Regions from separate parts of the Mus musculus genome. Here region 1 is linked to region 2. The links are chromatin contacts, called in public HiChIP or PLAC-seq maps. All regions are on one chromosome and are shown on one strand. Each heading gives the region's core, a stretch centred on a gene start, on an enhancer-like site or on the middle of the called end of the contact. The rest is flanking DNA. Distances are from core to core; before and after follow the strand shown. Region 1 holds the start of Pfkm (phosphofructokinase, muscle). Region 2 holds the start of Gm33690 (a long non-coding RNA gene).

What was found. HiChIP or PLAC-seq counts read pairs in DNA pulled down with a chosen protein or histone mark.
Region 1: a FOXA1 HiChIP or PLAC-seq map of pancreatic cancer cells shows a contact between it and region 2. The contact joins the promoter of Pfkm here to the enhancer-like site in region 2. A contact is called at or near these places in 1 of 39 promoter capture datasets (embryonic stem cells) and 4 of 115 datasets of contacts at active chromatin or transcription factors (CD8 T cells, the SCID.adh cell line, effector CD8 T cells and 1 more).

The regions. Positions count from the first base shown.
Region 1 is chr15:98,106,441-98,111,584 of GRCm38.p6, reverse strand. Pfkm (phosphofructokinase, muscle) reads right to left here and starts at 3,114. Exons shown (of 23, transcript NM_001163487.1): 1 at 2,974-3,114.
Region 2 is chr15:97,847,098-97,852,816 of GRCm38.p6, reverse strand. It overlaps Gm33690 (a long non-coding RNA gene), which reads right to left and starts at 5,342. Exons shown (of 2, transcript XR_384427.4): 1 at 5,165-5,342. Within about 2 kb of position 2,441, at least 27 of the 459 cell types and tissues checked have an H3K27ac peak or open chromatin away from gene starts, as enhancers often do. A contact at or near this core is called in CD8 T cells, the SCID.adh cell line and pancreatic cancer cells, where this site is marked.

The DNA.
Region 1 (5,144 bases), core at 1,865-4,364, 260 kb before region 2:
ACACACACACACACGCACGCACGCACGCACATGCACGCACACACATGCACGCGCACACTGGTGTTATGAGGAGACCTTTATATCCTGTTCATAGGATACATACATACATATACATACATGTCCATAAAATGCCAATATACTCGTCACTCTCTGTTACCCAGGTTAAAACCTGTTACTTTTAAAATGTGTCTTGCCTGCCACTCAGAGTGGAAACTGCCCATTACTAAACCCTGTTACCCTTCCCTTTTCTCTCCCCTCCCCATCCCCTGTTTTCTCTCCTCGCTGCCTTCTCCCTGAGCTGTGGCAAGAGTGGAGCTGGTCTCCCTTTAACACTGGAGCTTGCCTTGCCCTTCCTCACTTTGTTTCCTATCTGAGGCTTTGGCCACTTTGGTGTCTACACACACTTTTGCCCAGGCTAACCCACCAATGTCCCTGTCCACTCATCCAACCAACCATACATACATGCATTCGTACATACATACATACATGCATACATACATACCTCACTCCATTTCAAGCCACACCCCCTCACCCTTATTAACCTACTAACTCTTTACTAGCTATCAAAGGGCCAAGAAGCCTTCTTTTTTAATCTCCTGCAAGACACATATTGTTTGGAAATAATAATTGTTCATTTAGCATTTATATACAAGTTTAGTGACACTTTAATTGCTTTCTATACACTATTAGGAGGGTTGGGTTGGGTCAAGGGCCAGCAAACTATAGTCTGTAGGACAGATTCATCCTTTCTCACGTGTTTGCATGATAGCAAACTATATAGGGTCCTTATATCTCAAATGGTTGCAAAAATAGTCTATGACATGAAAAATTATTGAAATTCAAATTCCTGTATAACACACAGGGCACAGTGGTCCTTGCCTGTAGTCTCAGCTACTCCAGAGTCTGAAGCAAGATAACTGATTGAGCTCAAGAGTTCAAGCCCAACCTGGCAACACATTGCAACCCCGTCTCAGAGACACAAAACACAGAAAGCAAAGGCAGAGTCCGAGCTGCCTGCTCATCCTCGTTCTGCGCTCTCACACTGGGGCAGGGACTGGAGCCATGGTCTGGCGCTGTGCAAAGCCTGAAATACTGTGTCCTCTTAGTAAAGTCTCCTGACCACTGGACTGCACTGCTGTTAAGGGTAATTCCTCTATGTGGACTGAAAATTTCTCCGGGGCTGATTATTTTTAATTTACATCCAGTGCTGAAGAAATGACTCAGCAGTGGCTGCTTTCTCTTCCAGAAGATCTGGGTTCAATTCCCAGCACCCGCATGGCAGCTCACGACTCTCTGTTAGTCATCCGCACTGGATGCCCTCGTCTAGCATCCACAAGCATGAGGCATACATGCGGTGCACAAACATACATTCAGACAAAACTTATAGCCAAAAAGAAAAAGAAAACAAGGCCAGTTCTAGAGCTTACGCACTGAAGTTTGTGCACACAGGAAGCTCAGTAACACTTGCTGAAAAGCATCAGTGACCCGATGTACCACAGATGTGTGAAGAGCAGGCTTGGGGTTGGGTGTAGCTCCATAGTCTACTGCTAAAAGCACACTCAGGTCTGGGAATATGCTACAGTTGAACAGCATTTGTAAGGCCCTGGGTTGGATACATCACAGGTAAGGAAAGGAGGGAGGGAGGGAGATGGAATCAGTCTGGATGGCCATAAACAGATTAATGGGTAATGGAAATGTGGTACATGTATGGAATGGAATTTTACTCAGCTATAAAGAAAAAAGCCTAAATTATTGCTTTTTTTTTTTTTTTTAGAAAAATGGATGGATCTACAAAGTGTAGTATTAAGTGACCCAAACTCAGAAAGACAAAAACTACATTTCCTCTGTCTCTCATATGAAGCTCCTACCCTGTAAAGTAGACCTGTATACGCATGAACGGGAGTAAGTGTGGGTAAACCCTTAAAAATTAGAGACGAGACCAAGAGAGATGAGAATAGGTGATGAAGGATGGGGGAGGGGACATGAAAGGAGAAGAGAACAGAGGGGTGCACAGCAAAGTCAGGGGTCACGGGGTGGGTGGGGGAGGTGAGAGAAAAGGAGGGTCTACTAAAACGAAATTTTGTTCTAAAATGTCCCAGAGATAACTAATAGCTCATATGCTAATTTGAAATAAAAAAGCAAATCAAAACACTCAGGCACATGTAGGACTTAGAAAGTGACAAACCGGGAAAGCAACATGAACACACATAAACCTGGCATGCTAACGTCTCGATTTCTGCTGGTCGTGAGAAAGACTACATGATTAGAGAACCCAATGGGAACCCAAAATTTTGGAAAAGAAGAACATTTATCTAACTGTTCTGGCTCTTTTTCCCTGAGGGTTTTTCTTTTATTCCTGGAGTTCGTCACCAGATTGGCTCATCACCTGTAGAAGCCCCCACACTTCCCCATGTCGTGCTTTCAGTGGAAGAGACGAGTTCACCCTACCAAGGTTAGCTGGCCTGTGACAGCGGCTCACGTTCTCCTGAGTTTGTATGTCAAGAGGCACAGGACACAAAAATACATGCAGTTCGTATGCCCCCATACTTCATGGACTCACGGTGACACGCATGTGACATAGTCACTGATGCTAAATATAAATATACAGAATCGTATGTGTGTGAGCTCGCAGGGGGCAGGAGGAACACAGCCTGGAAGCATCATAGGTGCACCAATTTGAACTGGATATGTGCCAGGGGAGGGGTCAGGCAACCAAGTGCAACACAGCCCAGCACCCCTGCCCATGCCTCTGGGATCTGAGCGTGCAAGTGCTGGGCGGTTAACCGAGGGGCTCCGCTTCTTCACGAGTGCCCAGCACCCATCCCCCCTCTCGCCTGCGATTTCGGATGCCTTGTCACGTCTGGCCCTCTGTTCCTTTCCGTCCTCCCCACCGCCTGCTCCCGGCACGGCACGTTCGCTCCCACCTCACTCTTGGCTTCGCCCCTCGCTCTCCACCCAAGGCCTCCCTCTTGCCTTGTAGTTTTAGCTCTCCTCCGCCGCTGCTTTCTTGCAGATTGTCCTTGGGGAAAGGGGGAGGGGAGCTTGGCGAACACGGGGAGGAGCCAGGTGGAGGCAGCCGCGGGAGGAGGAGAGGCTTCCAAACCTCTACAGGCCGAAAATGGCAAGGAGGCTCCGCCTCCCTCTGCTTGCCTCTCTCCTCCTCTTCCTCCACCCCTTAAGAACCCTGATGCCTTGTGGCCGCTGCTTGCATGCTTGCTTCCCGAGCACATCTTTATCTTGGGAGCTAGCTGCTCGTGTGCGTGGTGAGGGTTAGAATTTATCTAGTTGCTAATCTTGTCTCCAACTAAGCCAACTTTTTCTCTCCTGGCTTGTCTGCTATTCCTTGAATTCAAACGTGTGCCACTGTTAAAATCCAACCACAGCAATTGACCACCCCTATCGCGCTTTCAAGGGACATGTTTATCTGGAGTCTGTGTGCCAGGCTTTGTCTTAAGACAGATACCTGCCTTTAAGAAACACAGAACACTGGTATATCTTATACAATAACCTCAAAAGTCTTTCCACGTTTGCATCATTTCTCAGAGAGGAAAGAGGGCGAATCCAGCTTGCATGCTACCACGGACCAAAGAGGGAAAGGCCCCTTCTCAAGTCCGCAGCAGCAGGTTGCAAGAGTCTGGGAGGGAAAAGCTACCTCCCAGAAGATACTTTTGCAGCAGGCGCTCTAAGGAACACTGGGCTGGTGTTCCCTGAGCACCACCAACATCCCCAGCTCACACCCTCTGCTCTGCTGCCTCCCCTCTTGTCTTTGCTTGAATGCTTATCCACAGTCAACTTTACTCTGTGTCCCAGGACCGGCGGATTTCTCTACTGCCCTTTCTTTCTCTGCTAGCTTTGCCTCTGCCATGTACATTCCGGCTGCCAACGATAAGAATGCAAGTGAACCTATAAAACCGAAGGCAGTATTTGCAAATCATGTATCTGATAAAGGACTGGGATGTAGAAGAAAGACCCCTCAGACCTGCCTAGTAACCCCACCCGGTGCTGGTGCGGTCTGCCTTTCTGTACCCTTTCCCCCACCCACCTCCCATCTTCTACCTCTCTCAACCCTCATCTGAGAGTTTCTATTTGTCGTAGGTGGTGATTAACACAGCAACCACAGCTGGACAAAGTGCAACAAATAATAGACCGCACCCCCACCCAGGAGGCCCAGGAATCATTCCCAAGGAAGGGTCAGAAAGAAGGGAAGGGCCAGAGGCAGTGGGAGGCTGCAAGGAAAATTATCTTATGGGCACACCGGGGCAGCTGCAGATATGAATCCAGAGCAGTTTCGACAGCATTTACAAAATCTGTGCAAGCCAAGTCCAGACCATTCCAGCCATGGAGCAAATGGCAATCCTTAGCTGCTGGAGGCAGGGAGAGACAGTTTTCTGAGAGTGTAGCCCCTGATGAGTTGACTCCAGAGGAAGACCACATCCAACATTGTTTGGGCAGCACAGATTGGTCTTAAAGGGTTAAAAGAACACAAAACCGGGTGGGTAGCGAAGGGGAAGAGATTGGGAAAAGCATGGGGAGTGGGGATGAATTTGATCACATATGTATATATGTATGTATGTATGTACACATCAGAGGAGACTCAAACCTCTCATAGAACTAACTTTAAAAATAATAAACTTTATACGCGAATAAAATCCTCTAACAGCTCAGTAGTAAAAAAGACAATACGTTTTAAAATGGGCAAAGGATCTGGACAGATATGTTATCAAAGAAAACACAGTTGGCAAATAAACATACGCAAAAACATTCATTTGTTCTACCACCAGGGAGCTAAGAGACTCTTACCCAGCTATCAAATGGCTCAGATAGGAAGAGATAATATTAAATACAGTGAGACTGCAAGGCCGACCTGAACATTAGTGAACATCGTTCATTGTTGGCAGAATGCCCATTAGTTAAAGGCAACTTAACAGTTTCCAGTCACAGACATGGCCATCACATAACTCTTAAATGAGTTACATCATGCCCTCAAACATATTTACAGCAGCTTTGTTCACTCTTGCCCCAAAATAGAAGCAAGACATCTCTCGAGGTAAATAGGTAAAGAAAGCGTGGTATGTTGATATGACAAAGCACTATTCAACAATAAGGAAAATTAATTATCAAGCCGTGAGCAGACATGGTGGAAG
Region 2 (5,719 bases), core at 1,192-3,691:
ATGGAGGCTATACTTATACCAGGAGCCAAGCTGATCTCAGTAGCCTATGCTGCTGCCTGAGGCTATGGTGATATCCTGGCCTGGGATGCTGCAGGCTGTGTCTGGGTCCATGGTCCTGCTGCAGGTGGGGTCTATGTCAATATCTGTAGCCTGAGTTATCACCAAAGGACATGCGAATATCTGAGTTCTGAGATGCCATCGGAGACCATGTGGACATCTGAGGGCCATGCTGCCACAGGGGGCATACTGATCTGAGTGTCCTATGGTGCCACCTGAAGCCATGGTGACATCCAGGCCCATGCTGCCACAAGGGGGCCATGTCTGGGTCTGTGGTCTTATCCAGCCAGGCCCTTGTTACCACCAAAGGTCATACAGATGTCACTGGTCTGGACTACTTCCTGAAGCCATGTTGATGTTCAAGCCCTGTGCTGAACTGGCCCTGCCCTCACCAACAACCATACTTAGGAGAATTGGCCTCGCCCCTCACTGCTGTGACACCTGGGAGAGTGTCCCCACTCCTTGCCTGGACAAAGCGGGAGAGCTAGCCCTGGTGGTGTGGGTGCAGGAGAGCTGGTGGGCTGACCCAACTTAGCTTCCACCCAGGCCCAGATCTGGGTCTCTGAGTTGGCTCACCCCACCATCTACCCCATCTATGAACTGCTGGAGTGTGTGAAGGGTCTAGTCCTGAAGACCCAAAGCTGTAGCATCTCCATGACACAGGGCAACTACAGGATATCCAAGAGGAGTTACAGTGAAGAGCCGGGATTGATAGTGTAGCAGAAGCCAGAGGGCTTGAGCCAGACCTGACTCATTGCAATGAACATTTGAAGTAAATCCGTCTGGGGCAAAAGGGTGTACTGTGTGATACACTGGAACACACTACAACTTCCACAGTGAGATTTTGTTGTTGTTTGCTTGTTTGTTCTGTCTTTGTTTTCTTTTGGGGGTTAGATTGCAAGGGTAGAGGGCAGATATGAAGGGATGGGGAAATGAGTGCGATCAGAATGTATGATGTGCAGTTCACAAAGAATCAGAGCTAAAAAGTTAAAAAAAAAAAACAACAAGAAACTCACAAAAGAAGAAAGAAAGGAAGAGAGAAAGAAAGAGAGAAAGAAAGAAAGAAAGAAAGAAAGAAAGAAAGAAAGAAAGGAAGGAAGGAAGGAAGGAAGGAAGGAAGAAAGAAAGAAAAGAAAAGAAAACCAAAGGACAGCAATGGTTATGTGGAGAGACCCTGTCTCAAAACCACAAAAAATAAACAAACAAAAGGGCGTTTCTACTAGACATTTCAGGAAAAAAAAAAAGAGTCTCATAACTGTGGAAAAAAAAAAACGAAATGAGCATTCAACTCTTTAACTGGATAAACCATGGCTCTCAGAGTTACCAGTGCTCAGTGGCCTCAGAGCTACCATGAGGGATAATGTCCTTTGGGCAGGGATGGTCATCCCAAGCCGTCTTCCCTAGTGCTATATTTTTGGAGACAGAGTCTTACCATACAGCACAGGCTGACCTGGAACTTACTATTGAGCACAGACTAATTTCAAACTCAATCCTCCTGGTAGTGTGAGGGAGGAGATGTTGTGGGCGAGGCTCGCTACTCCAGATAACAGCTCCGAGTCTCCTGTATCTGCACTTGTCATATACTGGGGAGTGTTTTGAATGGGGATCAGGAGAAGCATACCCTAAAATGTACTTTGAGGGCCATAGAGGACTTCTCCATACTGGAGAGAGGTCTCAAGAAGTAGCTTGAGACAGAGGGAGAAGCTGCGCTGGGAAACATCCCATTGGCCTAATGCCTCTCAAGGAGAGCCTGGAGTTGGGCTGGCCTTTGGATGATATCCAGTTGAGGAAGATGGATTTTTTCCACTTTTACATCAAAGAGCCGTTAGATACAGGCTGTCCCCAGAATTAGGGGTGACCTTGACATGTCCTTGACATATACCAAGGGCTGGTAGGAGTGAAAGATATTTCTTTACATTTTATCTACCCTGGAGAGACCTTTTTCAGAGGACTGTTCAAACTTGAGGAGAAGGTAAAATTATCCCAGTAGCTTCCTTGTGGATCTGGGAAGGCAGACATCCCCCTTCACAGGGTCCTTTGAGGCTCTCCCAGAAGAGAAATCTGAGCTGGAGCTCCACCACTAGGGGGAGTTACTACCCTACAGCAACGGCCCCCCAAGGTCCTTTTGCTGAAAGCACCTGATGGTGTTCCCCTCCCCTTACCCCAGAACATTGGACACCTCAAACCAGGGCCTCCTAAGGTCAAGATCTTGTATTTGTGGCCTCTACCACCTACTTGTGCCGAGAGTGAGCTAAGCCTCAGGCTGCCCATAAGGCTGATTGTGTGTTCTTTCCAAAGTTTCTAAGCACAGACTCACAAACAGACCATTTGAGACACTAGCAGTGGAAACCACAGTAACAGTTAAAGGAGGAGACTACTACACCCAGTCCTGAGGTTGTTACATGATGCTTCTGAGCCTTAGTTTCTTCTTCTATAAATGGTAGCAGTAACAGTAGCCACCTTGAAGGGTTACTGTTGCTACAAGTGTGTTAAAATTCATCACAAGGGCTCAGTGGTTAAGAGCACTGATTGCTGTCCTGAATTCAATTCTCAGCAACCACATGGTGACTCACAATCATCAGTGATGGGATCCAATGCCCTCTTCTGGTGTGTCTGAAGACAGCTACAGTGTACTCATATACATAAAATAAATAAATCTTAAAAGAAATTCATCACAGTAGCTGGCACATAGCCATCGACCATAAAGGCCTGCCAGCATCATTGCTGAGCTGCAGGGTGACCAAATAAATATGCCCTAAGATAGATGGCATTGTTCCCATGCTCTGATCACTGATTCTTGGAGGCTTGATTGTCCCCAAATGATGTCTTAGGCCTCTTCTTCAGATCTCTGCCTCTTGCTAGGGGCTTCTGTTCCCTAAATATCAGCAGCTAAAGAAAGTGTCATTCAAACATCTGGCCACCAGAGGGCGTGTGAGCCACTTAATAAGCCAAATTGGACCCAACCAAACCAGACTGTGGGCAGCTGGGAGTGGAATCCAAATTGAGACACAGAGGACTATGGTTACTGCTGTCACCAGCTTCTTCCATCTCAGTCCTTTCTTCTCCAACTTCATCCCCACAAAACAATAAATGACGGAAAAGAACAGACAGCAGCAACCGCTCCCCACCTCCTGACGTCATGGCGCGTGGGTCACACCCACCCCGGAGGTTGACGGTAGTACGCGCTCAGAGAAAGAAGACGCTGCACAAGTTTAAAGAATCCGATCTGATCTGATGGCTTTGGTTGTGCCACGTTTTCCCCGCTCACGTATCCCAGCATGCAGTGTAAATCCCACCTCATCTCTCCAGGGTCCTTGTGTTCCTGCACCAGATGTTAAAAGTGATCAGGCCAATGCTGTATCCAACAGGTTCCAGTTCTCTACTTGTGCGTGTTGGAGCCTGCGGCCCAGCAGTTCTCAGATGCTCAGCCAGAGGACTCTCTCGCCTCACAAAGAGAAGGAACCCTGAGAACTTTTGCTTTTGTAAATTATATCTAGCTGCTAGGTGTGATGGTAGACAGCTGTAGTCCCAGCACGCAGGAGATGGAAGCAGAAGGATCAAGAGTTCAAGGCCAGCCTAAGCTACATTGAGAGTCTGAGGTCAGCCTGAGTTACATGAGACACTGTCTAAAAAAAAAAAGAAAAAAAAAAGAAAAAATGGCAATATTTATGATATTAGAAATCAATACAGGGATTTAAAGTAAATACTATTACCTTTCTAAATATAACAAAATGAATCTATCTGACATTAATTTAAACGATTGTTATTAAAAGGACCATTCTTTGGAGCAACACTAGTTTAATGACAAAGAATACTGTTTTCCAAAGCGCTTTAATGTTGGACATAACAGAAGCCAGTTAAACTCTTTATCAGCTTCTGCACTCAGCCTGGTGTGACATCCCAAGTAGTCATAGAAGCAGCTTGGAGGGAGGGGAGGCACTATATCATTAGGAATAGGAATGAAAAAGTAAATACTGTCTTGGTAGTGTTATTATGAAAGGAACTGAAAACGGTTGCTATTGCAGAGTCTCCAAGACCCACAGGGGCCCCGAGGCTACCCCTTGGGGCCTATGCTGTATGCTTTCTGCACACTGCCCCCCCCCCAAGAAACCCCCTGGTCCTTTACCCTTATAGTTTCCTAAGACAAGTTCCATTTGCTCCTTAAATCTCCATCTCAGACTTCATGGTTTTCCCAGCTCCCCTCCTGACTTTTGCCACCCTGCACCCCTGCCCCACCTCACCTGCCCACTTTGGGTAAACATCACACTTTCACTGTGCCATAGAAGGAAGGGCAGCATGCATTTCGAGTTTGTTTACCAGACTGGGACAAAGTAGGGCTTCCATAGATCCAGCCGAACATGTGGATGGATGAACATGACGCAGTGGACTGCCCACCTCTGTGAGCATTGCAAAGACCTTTTTTTCCCACAGTAAACATCGAGTTTTAAAAGTTTTGGTGTCACAGGTCTGTAATTCCAGTGCTCCAGCGGCAGGGGCAGGAAGATTCCAGGGGCCAGGATAGCTGGAGCTTTGTATCAAGAGACTTTCTCAAAACCAACCAACCAACCAACCAACCAACCAACCAACCAACCAACCAATCAACAAACCCTTTGCTGGGGAAATGAAATGGAAATGTTTATGCAAATGTCAATCCTTTCCTTGAACTTGGGAGAGGTGGAGAGTTAAATCCATGTGGCTTCAAATCCAACATGCCCACTACCTCTTCAGAAAGCCTCTGCTGTATCTCCTGTCTTCTCTATCTGGCCAGATGGGTGTTTGAACCATCCGGTATCCAAATATTCCTATCAAGCTGACAGTTTGTATTAGGCTGCTCAAGTCCCTTGGCGCCTCATTTTGTCCTCCAGTAGTCTCTCTCTCTCTTTCTCTCTCTCTCTCTCTCTCTTAAATTTGTTGATATTTTGTCTGCATGTGTCTATGTGCACCGCACACATGCCAGGTGCTCAGAGGAGTCAAAAGAGGGCATTGTGACTGGAGTTACAAATGACTGTGAGCTACCATGTGGGTCCCAGGAATCAAACATGGTTTCTCTGCAAGAACAAGTGTTCTTCACCTCTAAGCTAGTTCTCCAGCCCCATCTCGTACTTACAATACTCTCCTGGTCTTTACTCTTCCAACTTAGGTAGGTGTTGAAGGAGATAGAGTTGAGGCTAACTCTCCTGCAGGTCAGCCTTTGTGTGCATTAGTTGGGAACTCTTTGGTTCCGTGTAAAAGACAGCACGGCTCATGAGGGAGGGGTGGAGAAGGAGGCTGTTTGGACAGATTAGATCCTCTGCATGCATGTGGGGAGCTTGTCAATGACTCAGGGCCCATCTATTACGCCCCAAGTCTTATATAGACCTAGAGGATACCTGTAGAATTAGACCAGATCTGAACCCAGGGTCAGAATCCAGGCTTATTGGATCCAGGACACTCAAGAAGGGAAAGTCAAGTATTCAATTCCAAGCTGAAAATCTGTGCTGGACTCCAGGGAGAAAGGTCCACCCTCCAGAGTCCTAACCTGCAGAGAAAGGAAGATAAAGGGACACCCCAGGCAGTCCTGGGGTGCAGGGCAGAGTTCTCATGTAGACCCCAGAAGAGACCTCTGCAAAAGACCTTGCTGCTCTCGCCCAAACCCATTTAACTGGAATCCCGGCAGCCATCT